Regions from separate parts of the Arachis hypogaea genome. Here region 2 is linked to region 1. The links are chromatin contacts, called in public Hi-C maps. All regions are on one chromosome and are shown on one strand. The core of a region is the stretch at or near the end of the contact, and the rest is flanking DNA. Distances in the headings are between cores, read along the strand shown. Region 1 holds the start of LOC112754075 (protein CUP-SHAPED COTYLEDON 3). Region 2 has its middle 8.5 kb from the start of LOC112758725.

What was found. A called contact is a pair of places that touch in the nucleus more often than the background predicts.
Region 2: a contact with region 1 is called in a Hi-C map of leaf, with 4 times the contacts expected there. The contact joins the enhancer-like site here to the promoter of LOC112754075 in region 1. A contact is called at or near these places in 3 of 8 Hi-C or Micro-C datasets (leaf and an unstated tissue).

The regions. Positions count from the first base shown.
Region 1 is chr16:27,132,716-27,138,017 of arahy.Tifrunner.gnm2.J5K5, forward strand. LOC112754075 (protein CUP-SHAPED COTYLEDON 3) reads right to left here and starts at 2,181. Exons shown (of 2, transcript XM_025801669.3): 1 at 1,716-2,181; 2 at 81-905. The coding sequence starts at 1,994. The coding sequence ends at 507.
Region 2 is chr16:27,321,537-27,326,838 of arahy.Tifrunner.gnm2.J5K5, forward strand. It overlaps the pseudogene LOC112758726. Among protein-coding and RNA genes, the nearest start is that of LOC112758725, 8.5 kb to the right of the region's middle. Within about 2 kb of position 2,030, at least 2 of the 3 cell types and tissues checked have open chromatin away from gene starts, as enhancers often do.

The sequences.
Region 1 (5,302 bases), core at 931-3,430:
TAAATATTAAATTTTAAATTTTTGTTATAAAATTTTGCTATTATATTATAAAATTATTTATACAAAAAAACTTTAAACTGTTAGATAGAATCTGACTATACATATAATAAGTGTAACAGTCAATAATTTTTAACTGGGATACATACATTATCAGAAAAATAAAGAAAGGGTTAATTTTAAGGAGAAGAAGGATATGATATATGGCATCTGCATGCTACACCAAAATAAGAAAATTATAAAGAGCCTAATTAATCCAATACGTACACTTACATACACTACTAATTACACAATGAGCATATATATGAATAATATATTACATATCACAACTCCAACCTTGGAACAGCTAACCCAATCTATCACGTGACTTGGCCACTCGAAGCCACACACACACCATAATCGATACATACAACAACGAATTCTTCACACTTTCCATATACATACATAAATAGAATAATATGCATATTTACAAATAATACAATAATACACCTAATTAGTATCTTAGCTTCTTATAGCAATGCAATATTATTATTATTGTTGTTGTTACGATTATTATTATTGTCGACCTGGAAGTCTGATGAGGGCACACCACCATCTTCAAGATCCATGTGATCCCATATGAAGCCATATCCATCATAACCCTTGGGACTAATTTGAGTAACACTGCTATTATTATTATTGGCGTTATTTGTTTGACTATCATCCCTTGATGATGAGAAGTGATGAAGGAAATTATTCATGGCATGATAAGTGTTATTATGGTTGTTGATGGGGTTCAAATGATGGGTTGATACCAATGCCATAGGGTTTGATGATTGATGATGTGTGGAAATGGAATCATACATGATAAGTTTGGCACTGTTTTCTTCTTTGCTTTTGTGGAACACTCTACACAACACCCAATCTTCCTGTGTAATCAAACAAATAGAATTTTAGGGGAACAAAATAATATATATTGTAAAATGTGAAACCCAAACACACGCTTGCTTAAAGACCCTTTAACCTCACACCAAAAATATAATACACACATACACATACACGCCAAATAAACAAACCCTATATATAATATATGAAACCTTTTCCCTTGCTCTACTCACTTTTTTATTTACCCTTCACAACTTTTCCTAATAAAATTAAACTAGTCTTTTCATTTAAAAAGAAAAAAAAACTTAAAGGCGTATTTGGTTTTGTTTTGTTTTTGTTTTATTTTTAATATTTTGTGAAAAAAAAATGAAACAATGAAATTCGAATTTGGATCCTCTAAATTTTAAATTTTCACTTTAGAGGATATATAAAGTGTGATTTCTCATCATTTATTTTATAGGTGGGACTAAGAAAAAATATGAGAGAGAAACTATTCAAAAATGAGAGATTATATTTATACTGTATCTTCTAAGTGAAATTCAAAATTTAGAGGATCCAAATTCATAAAATTTTGTTATTTTGCCAAACATACCCTAAATTAAACCATTCATGCCTAACATTTAAACAGTTAGTTACAAACCGATGAATACTAAGCAAAACCATTTTGATTAAGAATATATATATGGATGAGTCAACAACATAATGGTTTTGTGATGGTGTGTATGAACTTAAAAATTTGCACTAGAGTTAATAATGATGATGAAGTTTTGTCACGGGATGCAAGTAATTAAGAAGAAAAAGAAATATAATGATGATGAAAGTGGAAGTTTGAAAAGAGAGAAAAAGAAAAGTACCTTAGGGGGCATGTGTGGGGTCTCCAAGCGAAACTCATGCATGATCCAGCCAGTTTTGATGCCATTGGGAGCTCTGTTCCGGTAGAACACCAGAGTCTTGCGCATCCCTACAACCTCTTGTGTCAGTGGATCCTGCACCGTTCGATCCTTCCCCGTTGCTTTCCAATAACCACTTGTCGTCGCTCTGTTCGTTCTGAACCCCGTCGCATATTTCCGGTCTCTGAAGCTGAAGAAGTACCATTCATTTGCGTTTAGCTTTGCCACCTCTGCATACCACATCCATCCATATATTTCATTACTCCATTCTTCTCTATACCCAAATTATCTCTTCATTTTCGATACTTGTTTAATAGCTTTCTCAAAATTGTTATACATATATCTTCTTCTATCAATTTAAACTTTTAAGAGAAATAATATATCATGATATAATTTTAGAGTTTTTATTATAACTTAATGTTGAAAGAAAACATTCAGTATAAGGATAAGGAAAAAAAAAGACAAATTATGCAAGAAATTCACGCAAACAAAAAAAAAAGCCTCTTTTATAATGGATTAATTTTTTTTTATTCAACAATTATTGAATTTTAGATTTTTCAATCATAGAAGCTCTGATACCATAATAGAAGAATATATGTATCTTTTATCAATTTAAAATTTTGGAAAAAGTGATATTATGAAAGAACTAATCTAATCATTAATTAATAAATATTAAATTAATTTATATGATTAAATTTCCAAATCTTTAACGACTAAGGGTTAGTTTTATTAAAGAAATCCTAATCCAAAAATCCTAAAATAATATAACAATAATTAGGTGTTGTGTGGAATCAGCATCATGTGTCAACTAGGTCGTGAATGACATGATATTTTCAAGTTTCCAATCTCAGCAGACAAAGGTGACAAGAGAAATAGTGGTACATGACATACACCAACACAGTGTTTGGAAGTTTCAAGGTTGCTATTTCTGTAAATACGTGACCTTTTTTATCCTCTCCCTTGTTTTCACCCTCTTTTCACATATTTCATAATGTTGTGCATGAATCATCATAATATATAATCAGAGAGATGAGGGCTGATTAATTATTCTACGCAAGAAAGATCAAGTATGTCTTTTCATGTGTAAAGTTAGATTTTCTTAACATTTCTTGAGGGAACATTTAATTACTAATTATATATTTATGAGTGCTAAAGAGTCAAAATCATGAAGATAGCGAATCATGCACAAGAAAGGTAAATGAGACATTTATACACGTATGTATGTTAGTGTGTATATATATACATATAATAATTAACTGAATTATCTTTATAATTAATCATCTCTATATATATATTTTGGTTGCTTAATAAGAATGTATTGCTTTGTCAACTTTGTTATAATTAAATAATAATATAATTACCATGTTTATATATGTTGTAAAATTAAAAATTAAAGGGACGACGTTATACCTAAATTAAAGAAAAAATAAAATATGATCATTATTCATTCTATGTTTGAACCTACTCTTGAATATATATCTGCCAGCTAGCTAGAGATCCCTGTATTATTCTAAAAATACTGTATACATACATATATACATACATAAGGCGGATATATACGCCTTATAATATATAATCACACACACAATTATTTTTAAAGAAATTAAATAATAATCCGAATATAGAGGAGAAAACAAGTTTATGCTGTGTGATCTATAGTTATATATAATATACACCAACCACTAGCCACTATACAATTTTTTATTGTTGTTATTATTAGAGATATTTTATCATAAAACTTCCTTGTCTTAAAAATTTAAATGATGAATAGAAAAAAATATAACTAATTATATCTATAACAATAAAAATAATCTCTAAGAAAAATCAAAGTTAGAAGAAATTAAATTTTGATTATAACAAGCTAAGGGCAGAAATCATCAAGATACATAATTACGGTTTAGAATCCCTCCAAAATGCCCCTTTTATAGTTTGTGTTAAAAGTTGAATTTCCTTTGTTTTTTCACACCTTATATATATATAACGGTAACTACTACACGTACATTATTTATTTATTTGTTTTTGTTTATTGTTTGTCTGTTTTTAATGGCGGATCATCACAGATTAAGATTGTTGACAGCTTAAGAGGCATCCGTATAGAACCCCACACGCAGCTACATATTATTGGTGAAAATAAACTACCCATTTTTATATATTTTACAATTTATCTTCCTTCCCGTTCATGTATGTGTCGTGTTCTTTTAAGTATATATAATTAATTAGTATTAAATTATTTACACAAAGTTTCATCATTAAATACCTTTTCTGTGGCCACCAAACCTATTTGCAATCATCAATTTTTTTACTTTAACAAATTTTATTTATCAATCATTCTTTTATATGTCTAAAGTGAAAAAGCAGTTTTGTTCGGTATTAGTCTAAAATGTCAAGCTAAGAGACCTCATTCGTAGTAGCTAGCTAGTCCAACGCTTCTTTAGATTCTCAGGCATCTTAATTAATTAATCAATTCGTTATCTTCAAGAAAAGATTATATATATGTATACATTAGAATAATAATATATAATATATAACCAACTTAAATTGATCTAGTAATTAATTCATAATTTATTTAAGCAAATGTTAGAAATTTGAATTCTGTACATAAATCAACCAAGTGGTTGTAGTGATAAAATTTTATTAAAATTTTGATTCTCGATAAATTAGTGTCGCAAAAAAAAAAAACTAATAACAAATAATGAATGAAGGTTACTAACTAATTAATTGCTTATTAGGTTAGCTTGTGGATCGTCCCAAAATAAAGTGTTTTCGTTGTTTAGCATTTTACAATCCCCTTCAAGTGGTCACACATATGCATGTATGAGTCTCTAATTCAATTCAAGTTCGCAAAGGACAATTAAGTGTGGGTGTTTCTGTTTGTTCTTACCTGGTTCTGGTTGGTTAGCAAACACATAAAAAGTCCTATGTCAATCATACATACATTATTAGAATGACTTGCATTGGGGTTAGGGAACTTGATGAATAAATTTTTTTTATTATTTTTTTATGGATGTCCCCAAAGGGATTGGACCGGTAACAAAAGTACATTATATATTTTGAATAATTTAATTGTTTTTATTATCTTTATAATTTTATTAAATTTATAATTTTTTTAATTGAGTCTATATATTATTTTTAATTTTGTAATTAAATTATTTTTAATATAAAAAATATTAAAATTAATTAAATATTTTTTTGTAAATTAAAAATATTCATAATTAAAAATTTAATTAAATATTTAATTTTAAAAAAAATATTTCATTAATTTTAATATTTTTGATATGAAAAAGATTTAATTATAAAATTAAAATTAGTATAAAAATTTAATTAAAAATATAAAAAATTAATTATAAATTTAATAAAACTACAAAAATTAACAGATTAATTAAATTATTTAAAAGATATTTATTACTTTGTTAAAGGACAGCTATCTAGAGCCGTTTTAGACTGGAATGAAGTGGTTGATTTAACCGAATTAATCAAAAATTCATTATTAAACTAGTTCGGTTCAGAATAAAAATTGATTGTCAATAAATTAGTTAAAAATTAAAAAACTT
Region 2 (5,302 bases), core at 780-3,279, 190 kb after region 1:
TGTGAATTGCAACTTTGCAAGTGTGACGGCTAGAGTTTTCACCTTCCTTCATATGACATATATATATATATATATATATATATATATATATATATATATATATATATATATATATATATATAAAGGGTATTCTAGTCTTTTTACATAAACGGGATTTAAACAGGTCTCCACGGGATGGGGACCTCTATTCCCGCCCCCGTCCTCGCGGGTATAAAATCGTCCCCAAATCTGCTCCGTAACGGATAAATCTCCGCGGATACCCGCTCCGCTGAAAATTTTTGCCATCCCTAATTACATGTATTATGTATGCAAACATATTATGAATCGTTATTTATATCATTTATATTATAGTACGCAACAGAACTAACCTATAATAATTTTAAGCAATAGAACTAATTAAAGAAAAAGGTTGTGCGAACCATATGACACACGACTACACTACATTATTAGAAATAGTAACAGAAAAAACTATTTTAAAACATTACAATCTTAGTGGTAACATAACATAATACAATTTCACTAGAAAACTAAGAGGTATAACCAACAATAAGCTAATAAATATATTTAAATTATATTTTATGTTAATTAATTGTCATTAATTATTAATTATTTAAATTTTATTTTAAAAAAATACAATATTAATGATTATTAATTATTTTTTTATTCTAATTCATCTTTTACTATTTATTACGTAAATTCTAATTTCTCTTTTAAAAAAAATGTCCAAACTCCAAAAAAACCACCAAAATCATCCAAATCCTAAAAAAATATATATACAAAACATAGGAAAAAAAACTAGTTAAAATGATCATTTAAAACCAAATAGGAGAGGAGAAGAAGAAGAGTCGTAGGGTGACCGGCGACGACATCTTAGACGGTGTTGCATGTACGGTGGGAGACTCGTGGTGGCACGTTGCGAGGAGGAAGCCACGAAGGCCACGCATCGCGAGTGGAGGAGTCGCCATGGATCGGAATAGTTGATCGCGCATCGCGAATGGGGGACCGGAGGTGGCTGCGTCGCAACGGATGGGGGCCGCAGCGGTGCAGATGCGTCGGGACAGTGGGCGACGACGTCGACGAAAAAAGGACGGTGACGAGATGCGTGGAAAAGGTCGCACAGCACGACGAAAGATGCGATGGTGGTCAATGAGCGGCAGCGTCGAAAATACGTGGAGACGGCGGATTTGTGGAGGAAGAGATTTGACTGTTTTCAAATGAATAGAAAGGGATTAGATTTTGTATGAATTATTTTTACTGTGGATTATAAATGTGATTAGAATAAATGTAGAAATAATTTTTTTTGAATTTTGAATTTTAATTTTTAAAATTTTATTTATTTATAAAATTTAAATTATAATAGAGTTGGGTTATGTTGACGTGTAGAAAAGTTATTTCTCTATATTTTTTTAATATAATATAGTAACTGAAACTTACAATATATAGATCATAGGCTTGTCAGTATTTAAAACAAAATCATTAATTCATTGGTATAATTATATAGTATCATAATGATGCAAAGGTGAGCCAATCCATTGAATTTAGTCGAATCTATTCCCCTCTAAATCAAAATATAATAACACACTGTTATTATTATATTTTTACAATCTTAGCTAAGAAGGACACGCGGCTTTGAGTGTTTGAAATAGCTAGAATTCTGACTACTTTTGGTGACGAATCTTTATTTTTTTAAAGTATATTTTCAAGCAAAAAATTTGCCGCTTGATCCGTAATTATATGTTGTACGCAAATTTAAACAATGAAATTAAGGGGCTGATGTGTTCATATATATAGCTTAAACAGGTTTTACTTTTTTTTTTTTTAAGAAAGAACAAACTCAACACAGAAAATGGAGCATATAATTGTCAAAACAAAATATAAATCGAAGTAACTCCTATATCATTTTCAACATAAGTCAACTATCACACTACTTTCTAGAATAATAAAATAATTTAACAACATAATCTACCACATCTGTTGTCTTTGTTATCTTTTATTATTATCATTATTCTAGTGAGGCTGAGAAAAAAGGGTCGTTATTTCAGTCGCGTCATGTGTGATTAGAGGAATATTCGTCTTGTGTGCTTTAATTTGTTAAATATTCTGTTAATTACAAAAGGATGAAAATTTGAGGTCCAAAATACATGAGCACTTAATTATCTTGGGTTTTTTCTTTTGCTACTTTAATTTCAACCGTGACAATGAAATTTATGATTTAATTTTGGTAATGAAATGAATGGATTCCAACTGGCCATGTCATCGATCAGCGGTGCAGGGCATATCCGACGGTAAGGGAATGAATGTAGTGAACGATATGAAAGTGCAATGACCCTTAAATGCCCATTAACATTTTGAATAAAAACAATATGAAATAATGAAAGTGTAGGAATAACAAGGAATTAAATAATAGAAATGGTGGAATTCGTTAATGTGCCATGCTACTGCCTATTGGCTCTGAAACAATAATTAATATCATTTTTCAAAAAGAAAATTTATAGAAAACAACATGAAGTGTAGTTGTTAGTAAACTTGTTGTATATTCATTATATGATAAACCTTTAATAGTCAATAGTCTTATGACTAATAATCGCCAAATTAAATACTTTAACTAACCGTCGAGTGTTTGTCCGTTAGGGTTTAGGGTTGGGGATATAGGGTTTAGGGATTAGGGTTGGTGGTTTAGGGTTTGGAATTTGTAGTTTAGAGTTTGGAGTTGGGGATTTAGGGTTTAGGATTTGGGGGTTGGGGGTTGAATTTGTGATTTAGAATTTGGGATTTAGGGCTTATGGTTTGGGGTTTAAGGTTGGGAGTTTAGGGTTTGGAATTTAGGGTTTAGGATTTAAGGTTGGGGGTTTAGGGTTTATGGTTAAGGTTTAGGGTTTGGGGTTTAGGATTTAGGATTTAGGGTTTGTAGTTTAGGGTTTAGGGTTTGGGGGTTGGACTTGTGGTTTAGAGTTTAGGATTTAATGTTTGGAGTTTAGGATTTGGGATTTGGAGTTTAGGGTTTAGAGTTTATGGTTTATGGTTTGGGGTTTAGGATTTCGATTTGGAGGTTGGGGGTTTAGGGCTTATAGTTTGGGATTTAGGATTTAGGGTTGGGGGTTTAGGATTTGGTGTTTCGGATTTGGGGTTTATGAATTTGGGGGGTTAGGGTTGAGAGTTGAGGGTTGGGGTTTAGGGTTAGAGTTTGGGGTTTAGGATTTGAGTTTGGGGTTTAGAAATTGTAGAAAAATAACATAACGATTATTTAGCTACTTAGTGTGAAGCTTCACCTCTACTGATACAAATATTGAAAAATGAATACAAACAATAGGGAATCAAGAAATATCTTAATACTACATGTATTGGCTCCCTGCCAGTACTTTCAATTATTTCCAAGTATAAAGTGCTTTCTAGTTTCTATTGCTGTTATCAAGGCAACAATTTTTTCAGAACTTGAAGAGCGCTTCCTTGCCCCTTTGAAATCGAAGGATGACGAGAAGGTCCGGATCGATCAGATCCCTGGCTAACTGAATTGGAAGTTAATACATAACTGAATGTCATTGAACAACTTGTACAAGTCAGCAACAAAAGCTAGAGATCATGTTTTTGTAACAAGGAAGATTTACATGTATAATTTGTAAGGTTTGTTTACAAGAGGATACATATAATCCATGTTTATTCTCTTTACAAGAAATTGAAAATATATAAATTAGCAACATTCTTTAAGAGTCCATTCAAAACCTTTTGGATGGTAGAAGAAGTTGGTAACAAAGAATCAGCCCCTCACAGCACCACCATGCCTTGGATCTCTAAAATGATTCAGAAGAGACAGGGCCTAAACAGAACCAAATCTCAGTCACCACATTTTGTAACAAAACAAAGAAGATAAAGAGAAAACTTCTCTTTAGCCCTTGCGGTGCCTGATGGTGATAAAGCTACTAATGGTGGAACAGCTCCTTCTTGGAGTACCATGTTTAAATGTAGAAGAGCTGCTGCTGCATTCTCCTTTCCTCTAGTAGAACCCAACTCAACAACCTCAACCAGAAGAGGAATGCCACCTTGCTGCCCAATCGCAGTTCTTCCACCAGTATTGTGGCCAGATTTGCTAGAACAGCCACAGCCTTATCGACCATTCCAGCTGCAGGGTCCATCAATTCGATCCTTGTTTTCGTGAAATAAAGCAGTGGAAGCATCTTTCTTACCCCTTGGAGTTCCATTACTTAATAACTCAACCAGAGGTTTAATAGCCCCAGCCCTCCCTATCCTGATCTGGTTATCCTCAACCACCTGTCTCTGTTGTTGTCATTGATTGATAAGTTAAGAAGTGCTGTAACAGAGTTTTCTTGGATTGTTGCAATCACCCTGTATGCCTTGATGAAAATTTTCACTAGAGTGTTCACTGGAATCAGAATCAGTTCTTACATGGTTTTGAGATTGAAGCTTCCCTTCTAGATGGTGAAGTTGATGATTGGGAAACTAAATCCACACTTTCTTCGTCTGAGCTAGCAGATGATATTCTTACAGGATCCACATGCTGTGCATTATCCACGCCACGCCACTAAAGGAATCTTCTGGAGTTGAAATAGGATGCAATGGTGATGTTTCCACTTGGTGGTTTGCACTGAAAGAAGTTCTAACAGTTGATTCCTCGATTGAACCAGACTCAATAGATCCATGAAGGAGAGATAGTTGATTTATGTTTGTGGACTTTACTGGATCAACTAGTGTCACATTGTTTGTTTCGCACCAATTAACAATTAATGCTTTTACAGTGTAGTTAGGTATTAGATTGGAATGAACCAGAGTCTGACTGAGTCTTTGGACAAACCATGAGCCCAAGATCAATCCAGTCCTTGATGAAAGCTCGCTGCCTCGCTCATAGGTTTGCCAGGATGACACAATGACTGGATCTGTCATCAATTCCAAAGAGAGAGGACAGCAAAAATCAGCAGGTACCGAATCCGGGATAGAGCTCTGAGCTTGCTTGAGAATGATGATTCGCTCATGCATTCGATCAATATACTCGGCTTCTGCAATGTTTTCAGTTTGTTCAGCATTCTCCTTCAACCTTTCAAGGGCCACAGCTTCAATCAAAACATCTTGATTAGACCTTAAGTCGAGGATCTCGGCAATATTTGCTAGAATCTCAGAACTTGGTCCTTCGCCTTCCAGTTGTTCATTTATAGCTTCCTTAATGATTGATGTCATATCATACCCCAAATCATCAGGTAGACATTGCTGTGAAGCCTTCAGCTTCTGCAAAATATTGAACCCTATAGACTGAACTCTAGCTATCAACGGTTCAGCTTGCATCACCGAGTAA